2 separate regions of the Gossypium arboreum genome follow, and region 2 is linked to region 1. A link is a contact called in public Hi-C data. All regions are on one chromosome and are shown on one strand. Each heading gives the region's core, a stretch centred on a gene start, on an enhancer-like site or on the middle of the called end of the contact. The rest is flanking DNA. Distances are from core to core; before and after follow the strand shown. Region 1 holds the start of LOC108480247 (glutathione S-transferase F8, chloroplastic-like). Region 2 holds the start of LOC108482245 (probable trehalose-phosphate phosphatase J).

Region 1 (6,767 bases), core at 1,909-4,408:
TAAGAAACCCAGTTTGTCCGATGTCGATACCCTAATGAACCTTGAATTGGGGAGTGCCATGTGTATCTCTATCCTGAAATTAGATGGAACTTCCTTCGGTACACTTCGAATGCTCTTTCTCTCTCTCTCTCGCAGCTAGGCAGGCCTTTAGCCACATATAATTTGTGTTTGAAATTGAAGTCGGTACTTATTTGGATTGGCTTTCCTTGGAATTTGAAGATGTTGCGGTGATGAATTCAGCCACGATGAAAGACTTGAAGCTCGCAATCAAGAAGAAAGTGATCGAGTTAGAGCAATCCAAGATGGGTCATCGACACATTTCATGGTTTATCATCTTGTTTATGCTCTTAAACCACCCTCACATTACTCGGTGGCATTTTGATGTATTAGAGAGAAAAAAAAAAAAAACTTCAGAGTAATTACGTTTACTATAAAGTTCTGTTTTTGAAGGTTAATTTTTTTTTTTTTTTGTGGTTATAGGAGGCACGTTTGGGCTAATTTCTGCCTAGCACACCACAATGAGAAGCTCCTTGATGATGGCGCTGCACTTCAGGATTTTGGTGTTAGAAATAATTCTCAGGTCTTATATTTGGGCCCTTCACTTTTTTGGAAATGTTTTTTTTTTTTTTTTAATAATCGTTCTTTTCTCGTTTCCTGCTTATGATCTCACCCTGGAGCCTTAACATCCATTGACCTTGCAAATATCAACTTGAACAGGATTCATATGCTAATGAATTATGAGAATCCATCATCCCAAGTAGGTTTTTATAAATATCATTGAGAGGAATCTTAACTTAAAATTGATCTCGAAAATTGGCTCTCATTTACAATTACTGGGGCTATAATGTCTAGCAGCAGGCGGCATGTAAAATTATAAACATGAAGAATTTCTCCTAGGATGTTATGATGTGTATTGCAGGTACATTTTTTACCCTATGTTGTCTCAAAAGGTTCTGGGAGACATTCTAAGAGGAGAAAACACCGCTTCTTCCTTGGCCTGAACAAGCAATCATGATGACATTCAATCATTGAGGCATCCTGTTTTCTGAGCCAACTCATTCCACAAATTCAATGTTCCATAGCAGAGTAAATGTGGTACAAGTACATTAATTTCTAGTTGACATTTTAAATAAATTTTAAAGCTCTTCTAATACTAAATTATTAATAAAATTAGCTTTATCATATCTCGGATTCTCAAAACCAAATACATTAATCACGTCATCATCTCCAAAAGTACACAACAAAGGCAATAACAAGAAGGAATTACAGCAAATCCCTCATAGAGTTCAACAATAAGAGTAGCATGTAGGAAAAGGCGAGCAAACAGAGCAAGGCTGTATCAACTGCTGTGCTTCTGCATATCAACTACCTTTTTCCAGGAATCACGGCTGGAAATCTCAGCCCACCACCTCCCTACATTTTTCTTGGAAGTGAAGAGCTCACCCCTGTCAGTAGCATTCACCAAATAATGTGTGTTAGGCAAGTGGGAAAGATCTGCCAATGAAAACTCATCCCCGGCCAAGAACCGACTTTCTCCTAGCCTTTTCTCGTACACCTCCAGCACTTTAGCCAGCTTATCGTGGTTTTGGTTGATCAAGGATTGGTCTTGCTTAATCTTCATTCGGGGTGCAAATGCAAGTTGGAATACCAGAACTGAGCTTGGGGGGTTAAAGCTCTGCCCTTCTGCCTCCAACCATTGATCTATTGAAGCTTTCGCCAACGGGTTGCTCCCATACAATCCCTTGTTCCCCTTCTCTGCATACTTTTCACATACATACCTACAAATCGCCCGTGACTCTACAAAATTCAATTTCCCAAATCAAAATCTTAGCCACAATACTCAAAACAAAAAGTACCAACCACAAAATGCAAGTTTGGGAATGATTGATTACCAAACAGGGAGGTGCTTTCGTCTTGAAATGCCGGTACTTGACCAAAGGGCTGTCGAAGCCAACAATTAAAATAGTTTAGTTCAATTTCAGGAAGCAGATAATTCATTCATGTATGTATGTACCTGGATCTTGAGGAAATCAGAACTTTTGTGCTCTCCCTTGGACATGTTAACGGGAATAAGCTGGAATTGAACATCTTTCTCAATGAGACAAGCTAAGACCCTAGACACAGCAGTAGACAATGGGGGGCCATGCACTTTCACCGGAGTTGCCATTTGGAAGTGCCGTCTACTTTGTCCTGCGTTAACACTCTCCACCCATATAAAAGGAACTTGCACCTAATCCACTACCCACTTTATCCCTTGCTTAACGAGTGGAGTTAAGTGGGTCCACCTAGGACATAATCTCATAAAGAGGGTGTTTTGTATCTACAGCATTATAGGCTCCACTGGGCTAAGTTTGGGTCTTGAAAATACTTCAAGACATGGACTACAAAGAGAAATATTGGCTGTTACTCTGGAAACCCTTCGCTCTGTGATTTTTGTTTTCCTTTTATGTTTTTATTATGCTTTTGGTTCTATTGCTTTATCAAAGATACCCGCGGGCTTATGTCGGTTTAAATCTTACAACTATCATTTGATAAGTGTTTGCATGCATCTTCTCATAGACAGTTACAATAGATGCTCACAACGGTACATAATAACTAATTAGGTTATGATGTTGGTAAAAAAATAATTTATGTAAAAGTAAAAATAAGCAAAGTTTTAGTTGAAATGATAAAAAATACGCATTAAAGCTGCTGATCCACTACATATATTATGTTGCTCCACTTCTACCTATTATTATTACAGCGTACAATGGCATTGGTACCTTTGTCTTTAAACGTTAGGAAGGTAAATCTAATAAGAAGAAGTTTACCTTGTGTATCTCAGATGTTGCTTGTAAATGATAGTTACATTATCAAATGCAATAATATATAGCAAGCCCCCAAACATATACATTTGATGGAAATTCTGATTCAGCTCCTCCAAATAATGTCACTCGTTTTCATTCAAAGGCTGACAAAATGCTGTTGAATTTCCACCATTCTGGAGGGTTTTGTAAGAACGGTAGTAGCTGCATCTCCATGAACGAACTTACAGCTACTGCCGTTCTTACACCCTTCAGCAAAGTACAAATAAGGCTTCAGGTCTTCACCCCGAGAAAATCTGCCGATGGAACCCACTGCGGCGGCCAAGTCGTTTGGGTTTTGCTGTGGGTGTGGGGTTGGGATGAAAGGGTGTTTAAAACGGGAGGAAGAGCCATTGCAATTGAATGGCTAGCAGGCGTGTTAACTGAAAATGGAAAAACCAATCAAAAGGAAACTTAACTGAAAAAGGAAAACAAATCAAATGGAGAAATGAGATACAGACGCTGGAAGTGGAATAAGAGTTGTTGGCAATCAACGTCTATCTTTTTAATACTCTCATTTGACCCCTCAACTTTCATCTCATGTACAATGCGGTACCTATAAGCCCAAATTGATACCTGTACTATTCTGCTGTGTATGAATGTACCCAAAGGCTATCACATTGTTTAATTTACACATTGCATTCACAACAATGAATGAAATATGTCTTGGTTTTGAATTTTGAATATATTTTTACATGTGGATTAAATTTGATAAATTTCTTTTATTTTTATTTTTAAGAAATAAACAAAACTTAAAAAAACTAAACAAAAACTAAAACTTATCTATTGAAAATTAAACGGTAAAAATTATATTCAAAATCTAAAACCTATCATATAATGACACGTGTAAATTAAATAATGTTGAAGCTTTGGTTACATCAATATATGGCAGAATAGAACATTCGACATTTTCTTTATATATGTACTATATCAGAAGAAAATTTAAGTGCAAACTATTATATTAACCTAAATACAAACTTTTAATCTCCTGTTCGCTTGAAATTAGAAATAATCCAAATATTAGCCCAATTTTGAAGCTTAATATAACAAAAACTCATCTAAAATAATTTAATAATCAATTTCAAATGTGCCCTTAATTGAATGTAAAAAATCAATTTCTGTGTAAGCCCTTAATGGTGTTACTTCACCATGTGGCAAGTCAAGAATGTGCCACATGGCAATATATATATATATCCTCTTTAAATTTCTTAAAAATCATAAAAATTATAGAAAATTGTACAAAATATAAAAAATAAATATTAATAGAAAATTATAAAACTATATGATTACGAAAAATATAACATATTATAAAATTATAAGAAAAACTATTAAACACATTAAAACTAAAAATATTATAAAAATATAAAAGAAATGATAAACATATGAAAAAAATTAATAAAACCCAAAATTTTCTAGATTTTAAATCTTATTCTTTTAATACTAGTTACCATCAGCCATTGGCTCGAAAGAGTTGGAAGATATCAAACAATCTACTTTTTTCAAAAAATCACCACGCTAAACCGGGACAATGTGTCCTCATCCAATTTTCTGACTTCAACTCTTAATGGGTGTTAAATTTAAAAAATATTTTTAATTTTCCATTTTGATTTTTATTTTATACTTGAAAGAAGATAAATAAATTGGAGATTTGTCATATCTATCTAGACTTAGACACGTGTCATAATAACATGCTATTTCAGAAGGGCACATAATCATCTTTTCGACTTCATTCGAGTGTATTGATAACTAGTCATCCCGAATCCCGTAGCCTTGGTATGGGACTTACAATATCCACTACCTCTCCGAGGACATATACTATTCATCTCTTCCGTTAATGGAAATCATTAGCTAAATAGTTTGACTGTTAAATAGAAGCCAGCAAAAATTATCACGTGACAGTATATTGACGTGTCTGCTTAGCAAAATTAATTTTTTTTTAAATAATTAAAATGTGCATATGTAAAATGAATTTAAATAACCTTATGTCTAAATTCATTTTGGATGAGTGTGAAACTAAAAAAATCAAAAGTTATAAAAAAATATATATTAAAAATATAATAAAATTCTAATATATATTCCAAATGTATAAAAACTCAAAAAATAATTATTTATTAAAAGTATATAAAAAATCATATTGGATATACATATGCTGAACTGATTGAATTATTTCCTTCAAATTAGTTGCATGTAATGACGGTTGGTGTTGAGAATCAAAACTAAGCAATTACAGCAAAATCTTAAGCTTTAAGCTACAGTGGCTTGCTGAACAAACAAGAAAATCAATCTAGAAGAACAAGAATAGATTGCTTAGCTTAAACTAGAAAATGAGGAGAAAATTTGTTGAATGATTCATCATCATATATGAAAAAGAACAAAACATTACATATAACAAGTAATTAACTTGTCAAAAGGAAGAAAATGTCACCTAAACACACCTAACTCCACTAACAATGTCTTGAAACTTATAAAATATTGCTTGCACACTTGGTTAAGTTGATTTATCAAATATATCAGCACCAAATTACAACAAATTCATTACAAACTTAGTTCAATTCTAACTAAGCAAAAAAACATCATCAAAACAACAAAATGACAGTTGTATGGGCTTCAGCTGCTAACTGCATGGCTCGATCCCAAGGGCTGTATGTAAGTCAATTTCTAACACTCCTCCTTGGCTTCCATGCTACAAACACCCAATCTAGCTCTCAAATTCTTGAACCTTGTCACACCAAGAGCCTTTGTCAACATATTAGCCAACTGGTCTTCTGAACTGTAATGAACCAGTTTGATTTCTTGAGATTGTTCCATTTCTTTAACAAAATGTCTTAAAATGTTTTGTTTTCCCATGAAACACTGGGTTCTTTGCAATTGCAACAGCAGATTGATTATCACTTCTGATCTCTGTTGCTTCTCTTTGGTGTGAATTCAAATCTGCCATGATCTTCCTTAACCAAATTGTTTGGTTAACAGCTCTTGCAGCTGCTACATATTCTGCTTCAGCTATTGATTGAGCTACAATAAACTGTTTCTTTGAGGTCCAATAAAAAACAGCTGAACCAAGGTAAATAGATACCTTGAGGTGCTTTTCATGTCATCTATCGATCCTGCCCAGTCACTGTCAGCAAAACCAAGAAACTTCATGCTGTCAACTTTGGTGAACATAACTCCAAAGCACAGAGTTCCCTTAATGTACCTCAGTACTCTCTTTGCAGCTTGAAAATTATTCATGTTGCAGCAATGCACAAACCTAGATAGGAAACTGACTGCAAAAAATATGTCTGGCCTTGTGGCTATTAAATAGAGCAAACATCCCACTAAGCTCCTATAGGTTGATTCATTCACTTTTTCAAAATCATCTTGGCTTGACATTTTTTCTTCAACAGCAATTGGAGTGCTAGTTGCCTTGTAATTTTGCATGGAAAATTTGTTCAGAATTTTCAAGGCAAAACCCTTTTGGCTTAAAAAAATTCCTTGCTAAGTCTGAGACACTTCCATCCCAAGGAAATAGGACATGTCACCCAAATCTGACATTTCAAACATGCTCTCCATCTTGCCTTTAAAATCAGTCAACATAGCATTGTTTTCTCCTGTCACAAGCAAGTCATCCACATACAAGGAGACTATGAGTAATGTTTCATCACCTTTCTTCTTCACATACAGTGTTGGCTCACTAATGCTTCTCTCGAACCCCAAGCTTGCTAGGTAGGTGTCAATTCTGTCATACCAAGCCCTTAGTGCCTATTTTAAGCCATACAAGGCTTTTCTTAGCTTGTAAACTTTGTCTTATTCACCAACAACTTTAAAACCCTCTGGCTATTCAACATATATCTCCTCATCAAGAAAGCCATTGAGGAAGGAAAATTTTACATCAAGTTTATGTATTTTCCACTGCCTTTGAGCAGCCAATGCAACTAGTAGTCTGAT
Region 2 (6,767 bases), core at 1,797-4,296, 520 kb before region 1:
ATTTCTTTCTTGTTGTACCTTTGTATCAACAATTATATATTTTTGTTTTATATTCCAAATACTTCGTGTTTTTTTATCAAATTCTTTCACTTTCAAAAGACTATAAATCTTCTCCACCCTCCCTCAGTTAGTCCTTTTACAGTGTTCACTCAGTTAAATACCAAACTGCCTGTCCACTAATGAAGTGACAAAGGCAGCGTTCTTTATAGAAAAAGCTAAAAAAAAAAGAACTTATTCACAGACAAGGTTGGATAATAGCTGAGAAATTTGGCCCCAAAAAAGAAATTAGATTAAAGTTAAAAGCATAAGCATAAGCATAGGCTTAGCTTCTTATTTTGAGTTAACAAAAACAAAAGCAATAACTTAAAATTAAATTTGCAGATGCATATGCTGAGTATCTGAAATTTAAGTGGTAAGTAGCGCATCAGACTTTTTAAATCAATTTTCAATGAATATGCTTAATATTATAATTCCCTTCCACGAGAAAACTTTATATTCATCACAGATATAGTGAAAATGAGATAGTTTTGTTTTTTATGTTATTCGTATTCAAGTGTTATCGTCCAATGTAAGTAAACATTAGATATGAGTATGTTCAATCATTTTTTAGACTAGGCATTATAATTGCTGAACCATTTCTCAATACTTATATTTGAATATACATCCAACATAAATATTAAAAAAAATTAAATGAAGAACCAAAGCAACGTAAACTTTGCTTTTGTTAATAAGAGGGATAAAGAGATAAACAAGGAGAGTAACATTTCTATGCATAATAGACGAATTATGAAGCTACAAGTCATAACCCTTGTACCATGCTAGTTACAAGATGTGCGAGGCCTTCAAGCCTAAAGATACAATACATGTATTATATATATATATATATATATATTCTTTTTTTTCTTGTTCATTTTTTTTTATCTTAACAAGAATTTACTACATAATTTCGTCCCAACCCTTTATATTTCTTTTTGCTAGGGTGGACAAATGTTTTTCCATATCTTCCTAACTTTTAGATTTTGAATTAAGCTCCCATAGATAATTGTTTCCATTCAACCAGACGCCGTAAAAAATCCATAACCTGCAAGAAAGGAAAGATTATGATAAGTTACCAAAACAAAAATAAAATAATACTTGTTTGTGCTAGTTTTGGAACTTACCTCATCTGGTTCTTGTAAAGAATATGATGCATTGGTGTCTTTGGGGTACTTTGAGACAAGAATTCCGAAACCTTGTCCTCTGTCTCTCAATATCTAATAACAATGGGGAAAAAAACACCACTGTTAGCACAAGATCTACAAGTTTAATAAAGCAAAGACATGCCTTGTCCTTAATTTTGAGCATTGGATACCTTAAATGCATCTTCATCTGTGCGATCATCTCCAATATAGACAGGGAAAACATCAGTACAGTTTGCGAATCCTATAAAAAGATGTTTATAATAACTGTTAGTACATCATCCCCTCAATGCATCAAATATTATTTATATTAAAAAAAAAAAAAAAAAAACAACTTACCAAGAGATTCTAATAAAAATTCAAGGGCTTTCCCTTTGTCCCATTTAATAGTAGGACGGATTTCAAGAACCTTTCTGCCTTGAGTTAGTCGTAGCTTGGGGTACTCCTTTAAAACTGACTTAACCTGTTGTGCCAGTCCACTCCATTTCTGTTGTTTTGAAGCAAAGGGTCAAGTGCCAATAAAATAGTCGGAATAATTCTAAGTTAATAATTGTAATTTGGCTTTTTTTTATTACCTTTTCATCAACACAACGGAAGTGTACAGAGAGACAGAACTTGTTGTTCTCCACCTTAGCTCCTGGAGTTGATTTGGTGGTCTCAACCAATTGTTTGTAAACCTCGTCAATCATGGGAAGAAATTCACTTGCTGGTTGGAAAAGAACATGTTCTGTCACTTTGTCAGTTTTGGAACGTTTCTCTGGCCCTTTAATGTCCATGCCATGACTTCCAGCGTAGTACAGTTCAGCTAATTTCACAAATTTATACACCTACAATTTGCAAAAACAATGAAAAAAATATATTTAAGTTCGGGGGAAAAAAGTTGGTATTTTTTTTTTTTAGAATAAAATTTGTGGCCTGGAAATGTACCTTGTCTCTGCATCTGCCACTCACTATAGCAGTAGGAAAACACTTTGCTAGCTTTCTCACTGTCTTTCTCATCTGGTGTACATAAGCATGAAAAAGTAAGTATTGATGAAAATACCCAAAAGGGTTATACAAAGGTTAACCATAGTTTTATATAAGACAAATAGGCAACCTTGTTGGACATGAAAGCTCGATCTGGATCCTCAACAATTGGTGAAAGTGTGCCATCGTAGTCCAGAAACATTATTATTTGTTTCCCTTTCGACGCATCTATTATCTGCTCAAACATCTCCAGGGCAGATGGATGGTGTAGCTACAAAACAAATCAGAATCTTTATTGGGTTGAAGAAAGAGCAAGCCCATTTTTATTGAAGGATTGAAATAGCTTTAGAACTTACATTCCAGGCACCTTGATCATCAGGTGTGGATTTTATATGAGTTGGTGAAGAAGCTCTCATGGAATCAACCCATACACTGGCTCTTGCCCCAGCATTGATTTCAAGGTTGTGAAGCAACCTCTTTGTTGAAATGGAGATATAACCATGGGGTGCTGGCGGCTTTTGAGCTGATACCGTCACTGTGATTGACATGTTGAGGACAGATTTTGCATCAGTCATTATATTTTGACCACCACCACCTATATTCTTTGCTCTCTCTTCTAAGAAACTCACTATAACAAAACAAAGCATTTTTAGCAAAAAGCTGCCTTAAAAACTAAAAAGCCCACAGTTCTCAATAGGTCCCCAAAATACAGAATAACAACAATAAAGAACTTACCCATTTGTGGATATTAAGGTGTCTAAAAAGAACCAAGTGTTAAGATGTTAATGTGAAGGTAAAGAGGAGGAGATTTGAAACAGAGGAGTCTACAGAGTACTCAAAGGAAGAATAGGCAGAGAAATAGGGAGAAGAGAATGTATGTGAGAGAGACAGAAGGGGATTGAATGCCCATTTTATAGCAAACCAGACACAAAGCGACGAAACAAACTAAGTATGCCTCTCTCCTAAATATGGGACCCACCGTCCTCCATGACCATATCCTGAGTTTTTGCTTTAAGGGGCTCCACCGCCACGTGGTCCCACAGCCCAAATCCCATGCCTTTGTTAAAACAGCCGTCTTTAGCCTTAGCAGTGTGAAGTAAAAAGGCAGTTTTAACAGGCTGCTAGCAGTTATGCCATTTGGACCATAGCCTTGGACGGCTCGCATCATATGGGTTTGTGCCACCTGTGCTCACCAAATCGCATCAATTAGCTTGTTAGGTCTGTTCTTTAGTTCTCTATGCAAAAGTTTTATTATATAAATAAATCTTCTTTAAAACTTCACATGAAGCTAGTCAGTATATCTAATTTGATCCAATAGAAAATTATTGCTGTGTTTCTATTGGCTGAATCTAGTCCAGTCTTGAAAATTGAGACAGAACAGTGCCCAGCTCTGCCCAATGTTGGGGCTCATTTAATTAATTAATTATTGTTTATAGTTTATCCTCATTTTCTCTGCTCTTTTGTTTCTGTAAGTGGAAGCATCAGTCGATTACCATTACTTGCATGCCGAGGATGTGATTTACGGTACGAGATTCTATATATCCCTCGCTTACTCAACTTGTTCAACAATTTTCGATTAATTTCAACATAATAATTTGAGATTCACAAAGAAATTTCCTAACATGGGTTTAATCTAATCAAACAATCAAAAGTAACACATGTTTAATTCAAGAAACGGGGAATTGATTCTTCAACCCCTTTGACTGGAAGATGTTTTGAATCTCATATTATTCTGTACAAGAGATTCTTATATTAAAATTTTCTTAATTCGCTGTGGTTCTTTTATTTCTTAATTAAGTTAAAAAAATTTGGTATTTCACGACAAATACATCTGAAATAGAAAGATTGGAGAATCAAAGTCAAATCCCGTAATCAACAATCAATGTAAACGGTCCAAGTCTACAAACAACACATTGCTTTCTTCTACCTATTTTATCTAGGGATGTTGCTAAGTGAACTGAATTATACTCAAATTATGCATACTTTTAAGATAAATATTCCATATTTGGAGTTTTGGAATATTCGGACCGTTTCTTTTTCCTTTTGCTAGGCAACCGATTTTCTTTTAATTAAATATTAATTATTAGGTTAAATGATGCTATTAGGCCATGCACTATATGTAACTTGCAAATTTAGTTTCCATGTGACCCAGTTGTTGGATCTGTATATAAAATACCATATTCCGTTGTCGAAGTTACTTACTTTTTTATCTTGCTTTATCAAAATGGAAACATAATGGTAAAATTATTTTATAAAAATTTCGAAAACATTTTTGCCTATTTTATGTAAAAAAAAAAAAAACCTTACAAAATTTAGATTTCACAATATATCAACATTTAAATCATCTACCAAATCAATTCCCAACACTTAGATTTTTCAAAACATACTAATAAACTAGATTTCTATGATTTACCATTTCATTAAAACAAAAGTTATAAAATACTAGCAAAGAAAACATAACGAAAATATTTAAATTTAGTTTACAACACAATATTATATATATATATATATATATATATATATACAAGCCTAGGTACATGTCATTTATATAAATTGTAAAGTCAACTTTTCACCAACATTGTTTGAGTTGATCTTCGGTTCTTTAGATGCTGTTAAAATGACCTACCGAATCTAACTACTTGCACAGAGAAAATAAACAAACGGTACGCTAAATATTTTTTATGCTCAAGTGGTGCTAATATCATATAAATCATTACATAAGTATTGAATATAAATTAATTGATAGAAATAAAATAAAACTTGATTATAAATATAATTAATAACATCACAATAAAAAATATTCTAATATTAAAAACTTTAATATTATGATATTGACAAATCGAATAAAAAAGCTTTTTAATCAAATTTAAACTCGCATAATTAATTTAATTTTCACAATACAAATCCTCTTATTTTTCCACTGTATTTATTTCTTCAACAAGTGTTGGGATTCGAGTCACACAATCTCTAACATTTATCATTTCAATTTCATTTCATGTTCAATTATATATCGCCTAATATAAAATTAGGCTTCCAATACATTTGAAATATTAATATTTAAATTCAACTCAAAATCTTGAATTTATTAATTTTATCATTGAAATCATAGTTTTCAATTCAAAATATAATCTTTTAAATACTAATTAAACCATTCAAAATTCATTCGAATTCATAAAATAAAATTTATATAGTTAATCATGATAAAATAAATACTAAAAGCATTATGTAATAAAAATAAGATATTAGTGCAAATCTAAGTTTCAATCGCTTTGCTTCTTTTCTTCGCCTTTCTCCTTTGAGATGCTCGCTTCGTTTTTAGCTATAATAAGAGTAACTCAATACGAAACAATGACATTTATCCATTATAATCCTAAAAGTAATTATAACAAACTTAAATATGCATGGTTCATCAAGTTGACAACTTAAGTTTTTTAGTCCGAAATTCGCATTTCTTTTGACTCAATTATCTATTTTCAATTCTCTCTTCATCAGAATATTCACTGCTTCACAAACTATCATTTAGCACCAATATTACACAAAGTGGTCAAAGTTCTCTACTTCCCCTTCACCATGGCCGAATGTACCAAATAGACTTCCCATCCATTTTTATTTCTTTTTCACACTTCTAACAAGTTAGAATTCATCTTCTAATAATTTCCTATAAAATAATATACTTATTTCACTTAAGTTTTTAAGCTTTCATCAATGTCCTTTAGTGACAACTTTCAATATATTTGATAAAATAAAAACTAATTGTACATATATGTAAAACAAGCTTCCAATATTCAAAATCTATGAAAATTTTGACTTGAATTTAAAGGAAATGATGAAAGAAATTTGTTTTTCTTCCCTAACTTTGGTAAATGATAAATAAAAAAATGAAGAAAGATGTTGATCTCTCTTTTACATATATTATAATAGTACTTATTAAAATATTATTATTTTAAATAAAATATTAAATAATAATTATTTAATAAAAATATAATTTAAAGGATATCATGAAATCATTGATTTTTTTTTAAATTTTCATGAAGTCTTTTTCATCAAAATAAAATAGAATACTTGCACTTTAATTCCTATACTTTTTCAACTTATTTAATTTAGTCCTTGAATTCGAAACCAAATTTTTAGCCTAACCACATGCTTCGACTAATAACTTTCTATGTTTTCATTTCTGACAATTTCCTCTAAAAACGATCACAATTTCTTGTACTATTATTTATTTATAGATCACCTATTCATAAACTTCTACTATAAATATTCTTCTTCTTTTTTTAAAAAAAGTGGAGATGTTACAGAATGCTCTAATTTGATCAATTTTAGTCATTATACTTATTGAATTTTAAATTTTCACTCCTAACCTAAACGATAGCATTTGTGGGGTTGTAAATAAACCGAGCTTGAACAAACAAACATCTGTTCATGTTCGTTTGTTTAGTTTTAAGCTTGTTCGTGTTCAATTAGTGTTCATTAAGAATTTCAAATATTTGTTCATGTTTGTTTATTTAAAATTATGTGTATTCATGTTCGTTTATTTAATCTTCATGAACATGTTCATTTAACTTAATCGAACATTTTCACGAACATTAAACGAACATGTTTATGAACATATAATTGAATATG

What was found. A called contact is a pair of places that touch in the nucleus more often than the background predicts.
Region 2: a contact with region 1 is called in a Hi-C map of leaf, with 7 times the contacts expected there. The contact joins the promoter of LOC108482245 here to the promoter of LOC108480247 in region 1. A contact is called at or near these places in 2 of 5 Hi-C or Micro-C datasets (both in leaf).

What each region holds. Positions count from the first base shown.
Region 1 is chr11:59,712,236-59,719,002 of ASM2569848v2, reverse strand. It overlaps LOC108480247 (glutathione S-transferase F8, chloroplastic-like), which reads right to left and starts at 3,158. Exons shown (of 3, transcript XM_017783160.2): 1 at 2,015-3,158; 2 at 1,893-1,941; 3 at 1,159-1,797. The coding sequence starts at 2,167. The coding sequence ends at 1,340. LOC108480248 (U11/U12 small nuclear ribonucleoprotein 25 kDa protein-like) reads left to right here. Exons shown (of 4, transcript XM_017783162.2): 1 at 1-98; 2 at 220-325; 3 at 481-580; 4 at 920-1,431. The coding sequence ends at 1,015.
Region 2 is chr11:60,227,230-60,233,996 of ASM2569848v2, reverse strand. It overlaps LOC108482245 (probable trehalose-phosphate phosphatase J), which reads right to left and starts at 3,046. Exons shown (of 9, transcript XM_017785359.2): 1 at 2,880-3,046; 2 at 2,501-2,772; 3 at 2,275-2,415; 4 at 2,106-2,177; 5 at 1,754-2,005; 6 at 1,518-1,665; 7 at 1,352-1,422; 8 at 1,161-1,253; 9 at 706-1,081. The coding sequence starts at 2,883. The coding sequence ends at 1,025.